Linked DNA regions of Anser cygnoides: region 2 is linked to region 1. Evidence: chromatin contacts called from public Hi-C data. All regions are on one chromosome and are shown on one strand. The core of a region is the stretch at or near the end of the contact, and the rest is flanking DNA. Distances in the headings are between cores, read along the strand shown. Region 1 has its middle 46 kb from the start of MAPK11. Region 2 overlaps PLXNB2 (plexin B2).

The links. Hi-C and Micro-C count contacts between places; a contact is called where the count stands out from the background.
Region 2: a Hi-C map of liver shows a contact between it and region 1, with 2.2 times the contacts expected there. The contact joins two enhancer-like sites. A contact is called at or near these places in 2 of 7 Hi-C or Micro-C datasets (both in liver).

Annotation. Positions count from the first base shown.
Region 1 is chr1:22,134,741-22,141,876 of Taihu_goose_T2T_genome, forward strand. No RefSeq gene overlaps it. Among named protein-coding and RNA genes, the nearest start is that of MAPK11, 46 kb to the left of the region's middle. Within about 2 kb of position 5,216, at least 2 of the 3 cell types and tissues checked have open chromatin away from gene starts, as enhancers often do. A contact at or near this core is called in liver, where this site is marked.
Region 2 is chr1:22,268,403-22,275,667 of Taihu_goose_T2T_genome, forward strand. The region is part of intron 2 of PLXNB2 (plexin B2); the gene reads right to left. Among named protein-coding and RNA genes, the nearest start is that of PLXNB2, 140 kb to the right of the region's middle. Within about 2 kb of position 4,634, at least 2 of the 3 cell types and tissues checked have open chromatin away from gene starts, as enhancers often do. A contact at or near this core is called in liver, where this site is marked.

The sequences.
Region 1 (7,136 bases), core at 3,966-6,465:
AGTTTCTTTATCTTCTCCAACTTGTCAGTACCCTGTTATAAAAATGGGCCCCAAACCACACGTAGTATTTCAGTCTTAAATCACTAATACCTATAGTACTTAATCAGTTTTATAATCAACCCTCCACTAGCTAATGCATTAACCTGTTTTTTGTTGCTATAGTTTCGGTATGGAATACTTATGATGTCTACTGTCTCCTTACCTTCTTTCATTTTTTCCCCTATTTGATAGGTCTAGACTTCCCTTCGTCTTTCTGTAAAGGAAGAACATCATTTGGCTATGCCAATTTCTTTGGAGAGCTTCAGATTGCAATCTAGAGGGTTTTGTCTGCCTTGTTTTCCATTAATGTTTGCCACTTTTTCAGTCCTTGTCCCTGGAATTTACTCCTTGATCACTTTTGAAAACAGCCGTAGTGACAAATTTCCCACAGTCACTGACGGTACTCTATTGGTAATGATGTTTTCCACAAATAGTGTTAGCTTTCTACGTTATTTCATTTGTTATTTAGTGGCAACTTTTTGATCAGTATAATGTTGTATTAATTCAACAGCTGTATGAAAGTCTAAGATAACTGTGGAGCTATGACACACTTAATCAAAGTTGTAATATCATTTTAGAAGTAATTCAGGTTTATTTGACAAGAGCTATTTTCCTAAAACCAAGCTGATGAGGTTTTATTACATTCCTATCCTCTAAATCTTTTTAAAGTTAAACCAATGAAAAATGGCATTTACTAATTTCATAAGGAAGACAAAAGAAAGATGCCTGTTGCAGTCAAGGCTTTTGTTGAACTTATAGTCTAACCTGTATCACAGAACGTGGCAAGTGGCTGCTCATGGTACAGGATGAGGGCAAGATGGCACTGATCGGTTATGATGGGGAAATGTAGCCTCAAAAAAAAAAAAAAGGCAGATTCAAGCCATCATCTAAAATTATTCACTTAAGGAAAGGAAAGGTTAAAGAGAAAAAAAACAGATTAGCAAAGCCCAAGATTTTCATTGCTATCACCCAAAGGCAGTGTTTTGTAAATAAGACAAAGAGGAAATTGGGAGTTAATGAACAAAATTTTATGTGCTGCATGCTGTGTCTAATAATGAAAGCATGGGTGGCTTGGCCTGCTTGCATTTGGGGGACAGCAAATGTTTGGAATAGGATAGGATAGGATAGGATAGGATAGGATAGGATAGGATAGGATAGGATAGGATAGGATAGGATAGGATAGGATAGGATAGGATAGGATAGGATAGGATAGGATAGGACCGGACCTACAAAGATCATCAAGTCCAACTGCGTGACCACTTCAGGGCTAACCAAAAGTTAAAGCATATTAATGAGGGCATTATCCAAATGCCACTTGAACACTAACAGGCACGGAGCGTCAGCCACCTTGTGCGGAAGCCTGTTGCAGTGTTTGAGCACTCTCATGGTAAAGAAGTTTTTCCTAATGTCCAGTCTGAGCCTCCCCTGGTGGAGCTTTGTCCCGTTCCCTTGCATTCTGTCATTGGTGACCAAGGAGCAGAGACCAGCACCTCCCTCTGCACTTCCCCTCCTCAGGAGGTTGCAGAGAGCAATGAGGTCGCCTCCTTTTCTCCAGACTAGACAACACAAGTGTCCTCAGCCTTTCCTCACAGGACATGCCTTCTAGCCCTTTTTCCAGCTTTGTTGCCTTCCTCTGGACACTTTCAAGTATCTTAACATCCTTTTCAGATTGTGGTGCCCAGAACTGCACACAATATTCAAGGGGAGGCCACACCAATGCTAAATGTAGTGGGAGAATCACCCCTTTTGATCAGCTGGCTGTGCTGTTTTTAATGGGCCCCAGACTGCAGTTTGCCCTCCTGGCTGCTGGGCACACTGCTGACTCATATTGAGCCCGCTGTCAACCAGCACCCCTGCAGAGCCGGAAATATCAGTGAATATATCGGAATATATAAATATCAGTGATAGGAGAGCATACGGACTGAGAGGAGGGAGCTTTACTCTGATGGCTACCACATTCTCATGTCGAGGGTTGTGGGACCCATGGTGACATCCCTGTGCCTTCAGGACCCCACAGGTGTCACCCACTCATACAGCCAGGGAGAAACCTGACTAGGCCACATCCACTGTGTCTTTCCTGAATATCACCTTTTTTTTCCTTCCCTGTCTTCTTTCTTCTCTTTTCTTGTCTGGGTGTTTATAACTTCTCTACAATGAGAGTCTGGCGTAGCTGGCTAAGCCTGCATTCTTTGCAATTTTATTCTAAGCCTATGGCCAAATATGCAACTGAAAGAAAAACTCCAAACATCCTGCTGCTTGCATACATCTGTGACTGATAAGGCTACGCATGTATCTGCCATTCTTTAGTAGAGAGCTAGCACCAGCAACAGAGGCTGCATTTATTAGCCCTTGCTTTTATTTGACTTATTCTAATTTGTATTCAGGAAAGCCTGATCAGACTCCAGCTGAAGAAAAACAACAACTCCTCCCAGTTAATCTCTAAGATTTTCTCTCCTTTCTCTTCCCCGTGCCCACTCTCTCTTGTCTCCTGACAAAAGCTCTTACCTTTAACACCATCTCAAGCGTTGCCAAGTGAAGAAAGTGTTGGCCCTTTAAATAATCTGAAATTAAAAGAAAGGGTAAAAGGAGCAGTTCCCAAACGAAAGCTTCTATTGATGATTTCAAGTGCTTAACTGGGTGGTCTTTTATTTATTTATGTTTTAAATCCTTAGTTTAAAAGTTTTATTGATGCTATTTCTGCTACAGGAAAAAGTCCTCATGAAATCTCTGCACTCAAAACCTCAAGCATCATCTCTTTGTTTGTCTCTACACAGACAGCTTCATGTCAGTATGTTTGTACTCTGGACCAGTTAAGACTCAGGAAATGAACATGGTTTATCTTTATTGAGAGCCTGCTGGCTTGTTACCTGGCAGGGTCAGAAGCTTATTGACTTCTTTTCTCCCTCACCCCAGCCCTGTGTTATGTAGGACATTTTAGCCTCCAAAACCCCACAGCTAGCCCTTTCAGCTTCCTATTGCAGAGTCCAGCTCTCTCAGGTGCAGCTCATCTTTCCCCTCTCATGCACTAAGATGGAAAATGTGGGAGGAGAAAAAGACACCTGCACAAAACAAAAAACATGGAAGTGTGGGAAAATTCCTTTCTGAGTAGGGTTTCTGGTGGGCTGCTGGTTCTGTGTAAGGTCAAAGTCAAGGAAAAGGTGCCAGTGTAAAGACTTCACTCTCCTCCTCCGATCAGTCATCAAAACTTACAATGATCTTCTAGGAAGGCCCCTCCTGCTCCACTCCCCTGTTCACCTCCCTCTCTAAAGGACAGCAGACACCACCACTGTAAGACCCATCCATTGGGATCAATAGGGATCATCATACTTCTTCACAGCTGTCTTTACGGTCCACTGGTATCGTTACATGAATGCACAGCAAAAATCTGATTCTTAATCCAGCCCTCTTATGCTGTCAGATTTTCCTTCTCATTGACTATTCTCTAAAGTAGACCATGCACAACCACAATCGCCTGCTAACCTCTACGGTACCACAGTGTGGAGACAAACCATGAAAGTTCTTCTGGGCGTATACACTTGGTGCGACAGCAGGTTGTGTAGGGAAGTACCGTCTAACCAGAGCCACAGCAGGCCCGACACCGAAAGTGGCATAACTAGCTCAGAGCAGTAATGACAGAGCTGTGCTGCAGGGAGGTTCAAACTCGTGCCACCAAATGATTCACCTCCAAATGATTCACCACTAGTGCCACCAAATGATTCACCTCTGTAGGGACTTCTGGCTCTACTCAAATAAGCAACCTTTGTTCATATCCTAGACTGCAGAGGTGCTCATCCCAGGAGTCCTTTGTAACAGTTTGGAGTAGTAGATAATTGAAGAAGTATTTTACCAGGCCTCAGAGAAAGGAGAAGATGGCACAAATAGATTCAGGATAACTTAAAGCAGTATCAGTCTTTTGGAGAAGGCCCGGCACCTACCATGTGTTTTTATTTCGAATTTCTGCTAGAGAAATATAGAAACAATGTGGCTCTTACTGGAACTACCACTGATTATGTCTAAAACCTCCTGATTTTCAAAAGCCCCGAAGGAATCTGAATCCCACAGCTGCACCATTTCTCGTGTATACCTCCCAAGGAGTACAACAGGGCTGTTCTTCATAGGGTTTCCTCGGGGTGTCATTCTGGATTCCTCTAGCCCATTTCTCCTTGCTTGCCATGAGGCTGAAGCCTGTGCATTGGTGAGAGTGACTTTGAGGGCTAGGGGCTTCTCATGAATGCTCTGCTTCTGCCTCATGCTGGCTAGGGAAGACCTTTGTTTTAGAATCTCATTTTTCATTGACTTCAGCATACAGAATGTACATATACTGAAGCATTTCACTTCACGTATTCTTTATCATTTCCTCATACTCTTTATTTTATTTCTTGATTCGTTATATTCCTTTTTTTTTTCTGTCACCCATCTGCAGATGTAGGTGGATGGCTGCCACTCGAGGTGGGCTTTTTGGTTCTTAAAGGACTTCAGAAATCCACTAGTGCCCACTAACCCTGCAGCTGCCCTGTGCAGGACATGAAAATATGAAGTATGTATAATCTACCTCCGACTTCAGGCTCTTGATGAAGCTTGTTCTTTATATGAAATGGATGCCCTAGAGAAACGTGAAGGCCAGACTCAACTTTGAGGGCAGAAGTAACCAGCATTTGCAGTTAACCTCCCTAACCATGTGTGAAACCGCTATTGTGATTTCAAAGTCTCATTAAGTAGTAAATACAGAGCATGCCAAAAGTGATTTTGCAGTTAATAAAAATATTCATCCATTTAAATAATCAGACTGTAGTCTCATTACAGCTGTATTGCATGACACATTATTTGTAGAGAAGAGATCTTAATCACCCACTTCAGTAAAATTTATAGGGAAACCAGCTTTAGTGAGTGAGTTAATTTCAAAGAATAACATGTTTGGTCTTGGACTATTCTTTCACAGCTGAAAAGAAAATCAAAGTGTTTTGAAAATTATTCTGAAAGAACACAAAATTATAAACAACACAGACTGAATGACTTTTAACTGCCCCTTTGCAAAAAAAAAAGGAAAAGAGAGAATTCAGAAAACAGATCCTGCCTCCAGAGAGAGAAACTGATGTACAGACATCCCCCAACATAGGAATCTGACACCAGAGACTTTAAGGAACAAAAACTCGGAGAGATTTTCAAACCTTCCAGATGGAAGATTTTACCCTTTTACCCAAAGATCCTTTTTCCCAAGAGACAGTGTTGACATCGCTAATGAAGGATGGCAAATATCTTTTTAACTCTCTCTGTGGTCTTCTGCGCTGTTGTAAACAATGTACCTAATAACAGAGGAAATAAAGTCTTTGATGCCGTTACTGGCTGGGGGGGATTTCGGATGACTGATGTCACATGTTAGCAACAGATACTTCTACGTTAATATCTATAGATTTGTGGACTAAAAAAAGAAATCTTTTGATTTTCTGTACAGTACAGGCCAGGGAGTGATATCTAAACAAAAATGACATGTTCTGGCCACAGGCTTGTCCTGAGAGCTCCTGACGTGGGTGTTTGCCAGAGGAGGACTTTAACCTCCTCTCCTGGCGCAGAACGGGGCACATACTACTGGCTCAGTTAGGAGCTTGTTTACCAAGTGATAGACACATTTTAGTGTTGCCAGCTATTACTCTGTTAACTCAGTTGCTTAAGACTGTGATTCTCGGGGCTGAAATTCTTGGGTTCTTTCCCGTTAATGATATGAGGATGTAAGGGCCATAGAATTTAAAACTCCCAGCTTTGTCACACCTTTGCTAACCTGCTTCCTACAAGGTAAGCAGGAGTGAGAGAACCTGGGGTGTTCAACAAGAAAAAATAAATATAAATTTATATATTTTTGAAAGGCACGCATTGGACCTTGGTAGTCAATAGGATGCATGAGTCCAAGTCTCTAAGGGACCTCATTCCTAAAATTGTACTTAGCGGTACAACTGCAAAGTAGAGGGGTGTAATGCTGTCCTGAAGCCCCTTCCAGCCTGGATTATGCAATGATCCTATGAAATGGGTGGTAGCCAGTATGACCAAAAGATATGTGGTAATAAAGCTACATGAGGTACATGGATTTTGTGTGAGTAGGTGGGCTGTGTGGGGTAATGGGGCTGTGGGAGAAAGAAAAGATGAGAGCTGTCACAGGAGAATAGCTGTTGAGGCAGCAAGGGAGAAGTCACAATAAATCATGCTAGAAAAACTCACCTCCAGAAGTTCAGTAAAGCTGCTAGGGATCCAAGGCCAGGAATCCAGATTTTGCTAGAAATCTGGGTAATGTTATGCAGGTGGAGCTGATCAAGAGGATAACCTCAAAAGAAAATTCATGAAACAGAACCTGGTGATTTTAGGGTGTAAGACAGTGCAGGAACTTGTGCTTGCTTGAGGTATCTTTTCTGCTTGCAGGCTTCTTGGCTTCTGGGCAGCCCACAGAAAAAAAGTCCTCCCTCTTCTCTCATCTAGGACAACGAGAAGATACTTCCTGACAAAGCAAAGGGGGAGGCCACAGGGGAAACTGTTCAGTTCCTCTGAGCTGGAGATCAGGATTGTCACCAGCTCTTGGGACTGCTTTCACCACAGCCATAGTGCATGAAATACCTAGGCCCAAACCATTGGATTTGGAGCCCTTTCCCACCACAAGCTCTGTTTCTTCTCTTCGGTTGTTGGTCAGATGCACCATCATGGTGGCTTCCAAAGAAGGTACAAATGTATGATGGTGTGTGAGGTGCACTGAAAAGCAGGGACAGGGTGCCTGAGATGTCCCACAGAGCCATTCACTCAACAAAGCTATCCTGTTGTAATAAATAATCACTGAGGGGCGAAGAAGGGAGACCCAACAGGTACCAGCTCTGAAGGGTCTCCAGTGCAGCAAGCTCTTCATATGGATTCCAGTGACAAATGTGGTGGACTTGAGTTGTACAAAATCTGCCTTAAAAAGTCATGTTCACTTTTTCCACCTGCCTCTGGCAGCTCTCTTGTGCTTTTGAAAAACGACTTACCTCGGCCCCCTCCTGTTCTTGCAGACACTGAGACAGCTTTATATTCAAACAGCTGAACTGCTGCTTTTTTAACCAGTATTTCTTGAAAAAATCCCC
Region 2 (7,265 bases), core at 3,384-5,883, 130 kb after region 1:
ATCAAGGTGAAAAGGACGTTTCAGGGCAGGACTTCCCTTTTTTAATAAAGAAGGGAAGACAGAGACAGAGGAGAAGAGCAGGGTGAGATATTTAGACCACGGTTGGATGATATGACCTACAAGGAGAGAGGGGCTTAGACTGGAACCGCTGGGACAGCATGGGAGGTGAGGCCTAAGTTAAAGTTGGCAGCCCATGAGACAGACAAGAGTCTTGGCTTCAGGACAAAGTGAAAGGACAGATTACTTTCCAAGTCTTACTAACAAAGGAAAAAACAGACCTGGTGCAACTTAAGCACGTAAAGGAAAAGGAAATACAGAAGTAAAAGGAAGTGCTAGGGGTGTGAAAGATCATATTCTCAACAACAGTTGAGAAGGAAGTAAGTGGTGGTAGTAAGCAAGAAAACAAGATTTCATCCTGATGAATTCTCTTTCTATGTCTGTGTTATCTCTCTCCTTTAGAAACCCTTTGCAAGGATTACTGAATGGTGTTTTAGACATTTCTTGAACAGTTGGTTCACAGCTCAACTTTCCACTTACAAGTGATGTGCCTGGAAATGAGAATTTGGCTGTGCTTGGAAAAGGAATAGGATGCTGTGAGCTCTGATGGTTGTATCCAGCCAGTGATACTCCCAGTAATAAAAGCATGCACCCTGCTAATAACACGGAAACTTTATTTATTGGGAAACCAGGTTCAGCCACAACCAAGGAACTGGCAGAGAGCAATCAGGTTCTGTATGCATCAGCTCTCACATGTGTACCCTGGGCATTTTAGTCTACAGTTGGTAACTAGCTGTGCTAGAGAAGGATGCCACCAAACTGTACTCAGATTTCTGCGCTATATAATATAGGGAGCCTTTTTCATAATAGGTTTGGGACACGAGCCAGAAATCTTACTCGCTATCTCCCTACTTATTCAAACTGAGTCATCAGATTTTCCAGGTTTCTTCTCTCCCAGACGACACACTGCTTTGGCTAGGTTTAGATGGACGCCGGTTGTACCATCTGCCACAAGGCTTCCTGGTTTTGTTTAGTTTTGTTTTTTCCTTTTACCTCCTGCTTGTAGCACAACAGCTCTTTTTCAGTGTCTTACATGGAACACGCTGCAAGGAATTCGTCTTTCATGGCATGGGTTTGGCCAGCTGGCTGGACAAAAACAAACACTTGAACTATGGGAACTAAAATACACTTTGCTATCAGAGATCCTGAGAGCTGGAAGCTCTTGCAGGCTGACTGAAAGTCAAAAGTACTTAGATGACACAGTCAACTTTCTTTACAGCTGACAGCAACGAGGAACATGAACCAGGAGCAAGTGTGGGGTGAGGGGACACTCACAGAAGCTAACTTCACAGTCCAACAAGGTTGACCTTCACAGAATGGTTGAGGTTGGAAGGGAGCTCTGGAGGTCATCTTGCCCACCTTTCTTTCCAAGGGCTCAAGAGAGAGAGTCCTGCTACGGATCACCTTCTGGAAGAGGAATCTGGCTTTTCTGAACTACTTTTTGGAGGAGACTCCCTCTCCCCTCTATAACCACAGAGGGAGATATATGGAGATGACTGCCATTAGACTACATTTAGCTCCTATACTGCCTCACTCCAATCTGAATGCACTTAAAAGCTCCTGCTTTTTCACGACAAAATTTTTGCCTTTCAAATCAAAAGACTTTCTTAGGAAAAAAAAGGACAAAGAACACCATGGACATGTAATGTAGTTGAGACTATCAGGACAGGTAAATAATCCAGCACAGCTGCAAACAAACTCCCTATCCTGCAAGAGACCTCTTGCTCTTCATGCAACTTGTGTCTCAGTAAGTAGGGGGAATGTCTTTAGGTACTGTCATTTCAAAAAGATGGTTAGCCCAGGTTGATCAGCTACATTTAAATGTTGAGTGAAGCTCCAGTGCTGTGGCTCCTGGAGGAACGGTGGCTTCTGAAAGCTGCAAGGAACAAAGGCAGCACTCGTCCTACTGAGCCCACAGCCAGTGCTGTTAAAAGTACAAATGTATTAAATGCTATTTTTGTTTATTTGCTTCTAGGGCTAAAAACAGATTACAAACCACATTTCTTTGAGGCATGTTTTTGTCTGTTTGTTAGAAAGGGCACACGCTGGGTCAGGGATAGAAAGTTGCACTATCCGGTTCCCAGACACAGGCCTTACTCCCTCGAGCTTCAGCTCTGAGGAACATATTGAGCAGATACTTTTCATACAGGCATTTACACACCCACAGGACTTGTATTTGGCTGTTTAGCTAACAAGCGTGGTGCACTCGATAGTTCTGAGCATGTAGGATAACACTTCCAGGATTTCTGTTTTGAGCTTAAATTTGAAAATGGATCCTCACATTTTGGTGCTAGGAGCGCTGTGTTACAACACCAAGATCGTGTCCATATGGAAACAGGACACAGAATTTACTATTGAAAATTTTAGGCTGGTATTAAATGTCAGCTTAAGACACAAACATTACGGTGTATTTACATTTCTAATTAACTCTCTGTCACACTGCTACACTGCAATGCCCAGCTAACTCTGCATCTTCGCTCACCTTCAGCTCCCTGTTTTAAGTTGTTCTTGGTCATTCCCTTTCTGCCCTTTACAACTCTTTGACCTCAGAGACACCGGTTTCACTTCTAACATACAAGCTCCAAAGATTTATCACTGACTTCCTTTCTGTCTCCTCCACTTGGCTACCTCAGGCTTCGTATCATCATTTTCTGGAAGCTCCTCGACATAGCTCTACCTTTAGTACACTTACATCTAATACTGCTGAAACGCTTTCTTTTGCTTTGGTTTCCAGTCAAACCCACATCCTTTTGTCCACAAATTTATGTGCTATGAAAAGACCTTGATCTCCTCTGTGCAAAAATTTGCAGAATATTAAAATGACGATGGAAGTGTTTAATATTGCTGGATGTACCTCAAAAGGACCACCACTTTCACTAAGCCCTTTCATTTTTCTTTTCCTGTAGTTTGCAGGGAAGAGAAAAAAAAAAAAAAGAAAAAAAAAAAGAAAAAGCATATATGCTAGAGTTTTATGTTCTTAAAATTTAAGTTAAAAGTCTCAGACCAAAGTCTGAGTTTCACAGATACAATACAAGAACAAAGACCAGCATAACTCGATAATGAAAACCAAGAATTAGTATTCCATTAGCCTTTCTGAATATCCTTCACTTCAGTCTAATGTGACTAAATACCTTATCTCTTTATAGACTTTTCCACAGAGATTTCTTGACTACGGAATTAAATGCACTAGCCACTTTCTCTGCTGTCCCTTCTGACCAGCCTAGAAAGCCTACCTGCTCTTTCAACAGTATTTCACTGCAAAGATCAAATAGCAAGAACATGCTCTTTGAACTGGTTGAGGTCCAGTATCTCACATTTTAGGACAAAGAACTGAAACAAGTATCAGTGAAGGAGTGGTGAGGTACACTTTTCCAGCCTGTTCAAATTGTTATTTAAAAAACCTTACAGTTGACACTGGACAAAATTGTACCCTGCCTTGTTGCTCACATAAGGCAACAAGGCCCCACTCTGACCAGTATAGAGCCAGCACCTAATGGTGATCCATTAGACCTTGATACTCACCACGTGGCCTGGCATAAGGATTTCATCCAATGCAAAGCAACAGAGAAGCAACTCTAGTTTCTCAAAAGCTACTTGAGAAACTCTTAAACCTCACTTCCTCATCTTCCAACGGCATATAAAGCCTGGTAAATTTACAAGAATAAGGATACCAAAAATAGGAATACACCTACCAAGAACAGGAACACCTTTTAAGCCTTTACGCAAAAAGCTATTTTAGAAAGATCCACAGCTATGAGACACAAACAAGATGCCTGATAGTGAGCTGTAATATAAAACAAATATTGGTACCTATTGGGATGGTCATTGTAACTCACTCATGCTTTTTTGGTTGTAAATAACATTGTTGTCCCAAATTGATACCACAAAAATCATGCTATGATGCAGTAATGCATTACATGCTATAAAAATCATGCAGTAATGTCAACTGTATTAGTTACCGGTGAATAATAGGAGAGGCAGATTTTTAACACAGTGATGGCTGTATGTTTTTTCTTCATGAAAATGAAACTTTGCATATCTGATGAACTCCTGGTTAAGTATAAAAATACCTACACTAAGTATAAACATACCAGGCTAGTCTATGCGACAAGCTCAACACTGTATGCGAGCCAGAGAATATGAGATTCTTTCTACATGATAGACAGATCAATACGCATTAGAAATATCCATGCTTTTAGAGTTTTTTGTTTTGTTTTTGTTTTCTTTTGTTTTTAATCTGCAACTTGAATGCCATGGAGTTAAGATGATAAATTCAAAATCATAAACAATACAGTCTATGCCCATGACTTTTTAATGCTGTTTGGCAAATCGTTGCAAAATGAACCCCATGAGAAGCAACTTATCTCATGGTACAGGATGTTTACACCTGCTAAATCTGCTAGTTTCTCTACACTCAACATAGCCAAAGGGAAAAGGCAGGCTCTTCCAGAAGGCAGTGGAAAGCGGGCTTCTTTCTCTTTCTGTTGGCTAGAGAGGCATTGCAGGTGCCAAAGTTAGGAATCTAATATATTAAAGTGAATATCCTCTTTATATAACAGAGTAACAGATTATTAATTTTGTGGCCTCTGGCTTAAAAAATAGTAATTAGAAGTTAGTAAAAAACTAATCAATGCCTTTTTTTTTTTTTTCCTGATATACTCTGCATAAATATGCAAAGAGAGTAAAGAACGTCTCGTTAGCTGCTTAGCACGGCCTCCTCAGTCCATACGATGACCACAGACAGACTTCCAACAGTTTTCTCATTAGTCTTTTCTTTGAGCACTTTGCTTTCTCCGCATCTGTCAGGAGACCAGAATGAGCTCTCTGAAATTTCTGGAGACAGATCTTTTATTTATAACTCATGCCAAGCAATATTGGCTGCCTGGGAGCAGGAATCAAATCTCTAACTATTAAGTAAACACTTGCTGCAGACTTCATATTCTAGCTAAAGGTTAATCACCAAGCAGTTTACAAAACATGAGCTAATCCAAAGGCCAAAGGTGAAATCCTATGGTCACTGAAGTACGTGAGAGTTTCTGTAAAGCCAGGATTGCTGTCCCGATTACGTTGTCTGTCTGTGTGCACGTGTGTTCTTATAAGTTCACATGGTTCGACATAGGAAGAGGCTACAGACGCAACCCCCCCACTCATGTGAAAGACAGGAACCACTTGCACTTCCACTTTTGAGAGGCAGTGCATTTAGCTAGCCTCGCCCAGCTGAAATACACTTCTGTGTACCTGCCCTTGAAGGGGACAGCACGCTCAAGGTCCACAACAGACAAGTCTTTACTGCCCAAGGGACAGACCATAAAATAAATTCAAACGCTCTTTGTGCTTGCTGTTACTTTCTTGGCCAGCTTTGGACAGCACTGTTTCCAACATGTGAGCACACAATTTCTCTCCAAAGGCCCCCCGCTTGCTCTGGCAGCACAGGGGGCCAAGGCTCTGTTCGTGCAGCCTTGCCACTCGCACTGACATTGTGCCACCAGTGGGAGATGCTCCCCAGGTCACTAGCATCACCTGCAGCAGGTGGACACCACTTTCCAGCAGAGCAAAGTTTACTGTCAGTTTTCCAGGAATTCAACATAATACTGGCACAGTCAATAACTCCTGCACTCAAAATCACCCAAAGCTCAGAAGTTCAGTTTTCCCTTTACTTGGCTCAAAGCATTGATCGATGCCTACTCCCTCAAAGTCCTAAAATGATATTGCCGTTTTCCTCTGTTCCCAATGACCCAAAAATCTTTTTTTTTTTTTGTTTTTTTTTTTTTTTTGTTTTCCTCTCTGGCCATGGAAGAGAGGAGGCATACAGGGAAGTGTACTGAAAACGAAGGAGACTATCATCTGTATTTGTGCTGACCATAAATACTGGTATAAACACAGACCAGTTAATAGACTAGCTTTCATTCACCTACAGATTTCAAAGTACTGAAGTAGCTCGATCATTTCAAAATACCAGTAAATATCTCACTGACAAGAATTACCACAAATCTCCGGTATTCGAGCTATGTGCAGACTTACAGGTAGCTCTGCTCCCGCTATAAAATATTCTACAGCTGCTGCTTTGGCTTAAAACAACCTCAGCAACAATTCCCCACCCCCCCCCCCCCCCCCCAACCTCCCCTTCGCAAAACACAGCTGTTAACTGCAAACTGAAGAACACAAAAAAATCACCCAAATTGCCCAATGATCATTACTGTTCAATCAAGGTAAATTGTGCAACATCCACGGACACTGCTTCAGAGCTTCCCATCTCAGAAAAGAAAATCAGTGTCTGTGGTATTACATCCCCCCTTCATCTTCATGGAGCTGAAGGCATTCCACAGGCAGTTTTATTTCTGAGAGCACTGATTTTCTATCGATCTGCTCTGGCCTGGATTTGAAATAGGATACTACACGAAATTGGATCCTGGGAGCCTCAAACAAGCCCAGGCTTGCAGAGGAGGTTAAACAAAAGGAAAAAGAAGTTTTTTTTAAACACACGGTGCTAGTAAAACTAATTTTAAAGTGCCCTCTATTTCTCTCGACTGGAAGTAATATATTACCTCTATAAAGTCTTTTATATCAAGCTCTTTAAATTCTTTATTACTTATACAATACCGTTGGTGCACACCTCGCCTTAGAAATATGCATTTTAATGGTCAACCAAAGCAATCCAAACCACCAAGGTAATTAAGACTGCTTTAAAATTGGCTTCACTAGCAGACTTCTACCTTTCCCCACACATCTGACAAACTCCAGCCCAGTCCTGCAGTCCCTTAATCATGCAGTCAGTGGAAGGACTTGCACACGAATTTAAGGTTTATTCCCTAAATTAGAAAACACAGCCTGCCGTATTGGAAAAATGAGCAGGCATGGCAGTGGGAGTGTGAAGAGGGAGAGGAAAAAATGTTAAGAGTAGGAAGGTAGAAAGGAGAAAAGATTGTTAAATGGGGAACATGACATGGATGAGACAGAATAAGTCACATAAGGAAAAAGCAGCAAAGGATGTCGTGGAAACCAAAAGGAAAGCCTGAAAGGATGGAGAGTGTATCCTGAACACTGCAGGTTTTTGCTTTAAATGTGTTTGCAAGACATTGAACAGAGAAGAAGGTGCGGGAGGAACAGTTAGAGATAGCTAATTTGAGTGTAGAGCCAAAGAAAAAAAAAAAAGGAAAGGAAAGAAAGTAAAGATCACCCAGGGTTCACTTCCCACTCCCCCAGCCTGG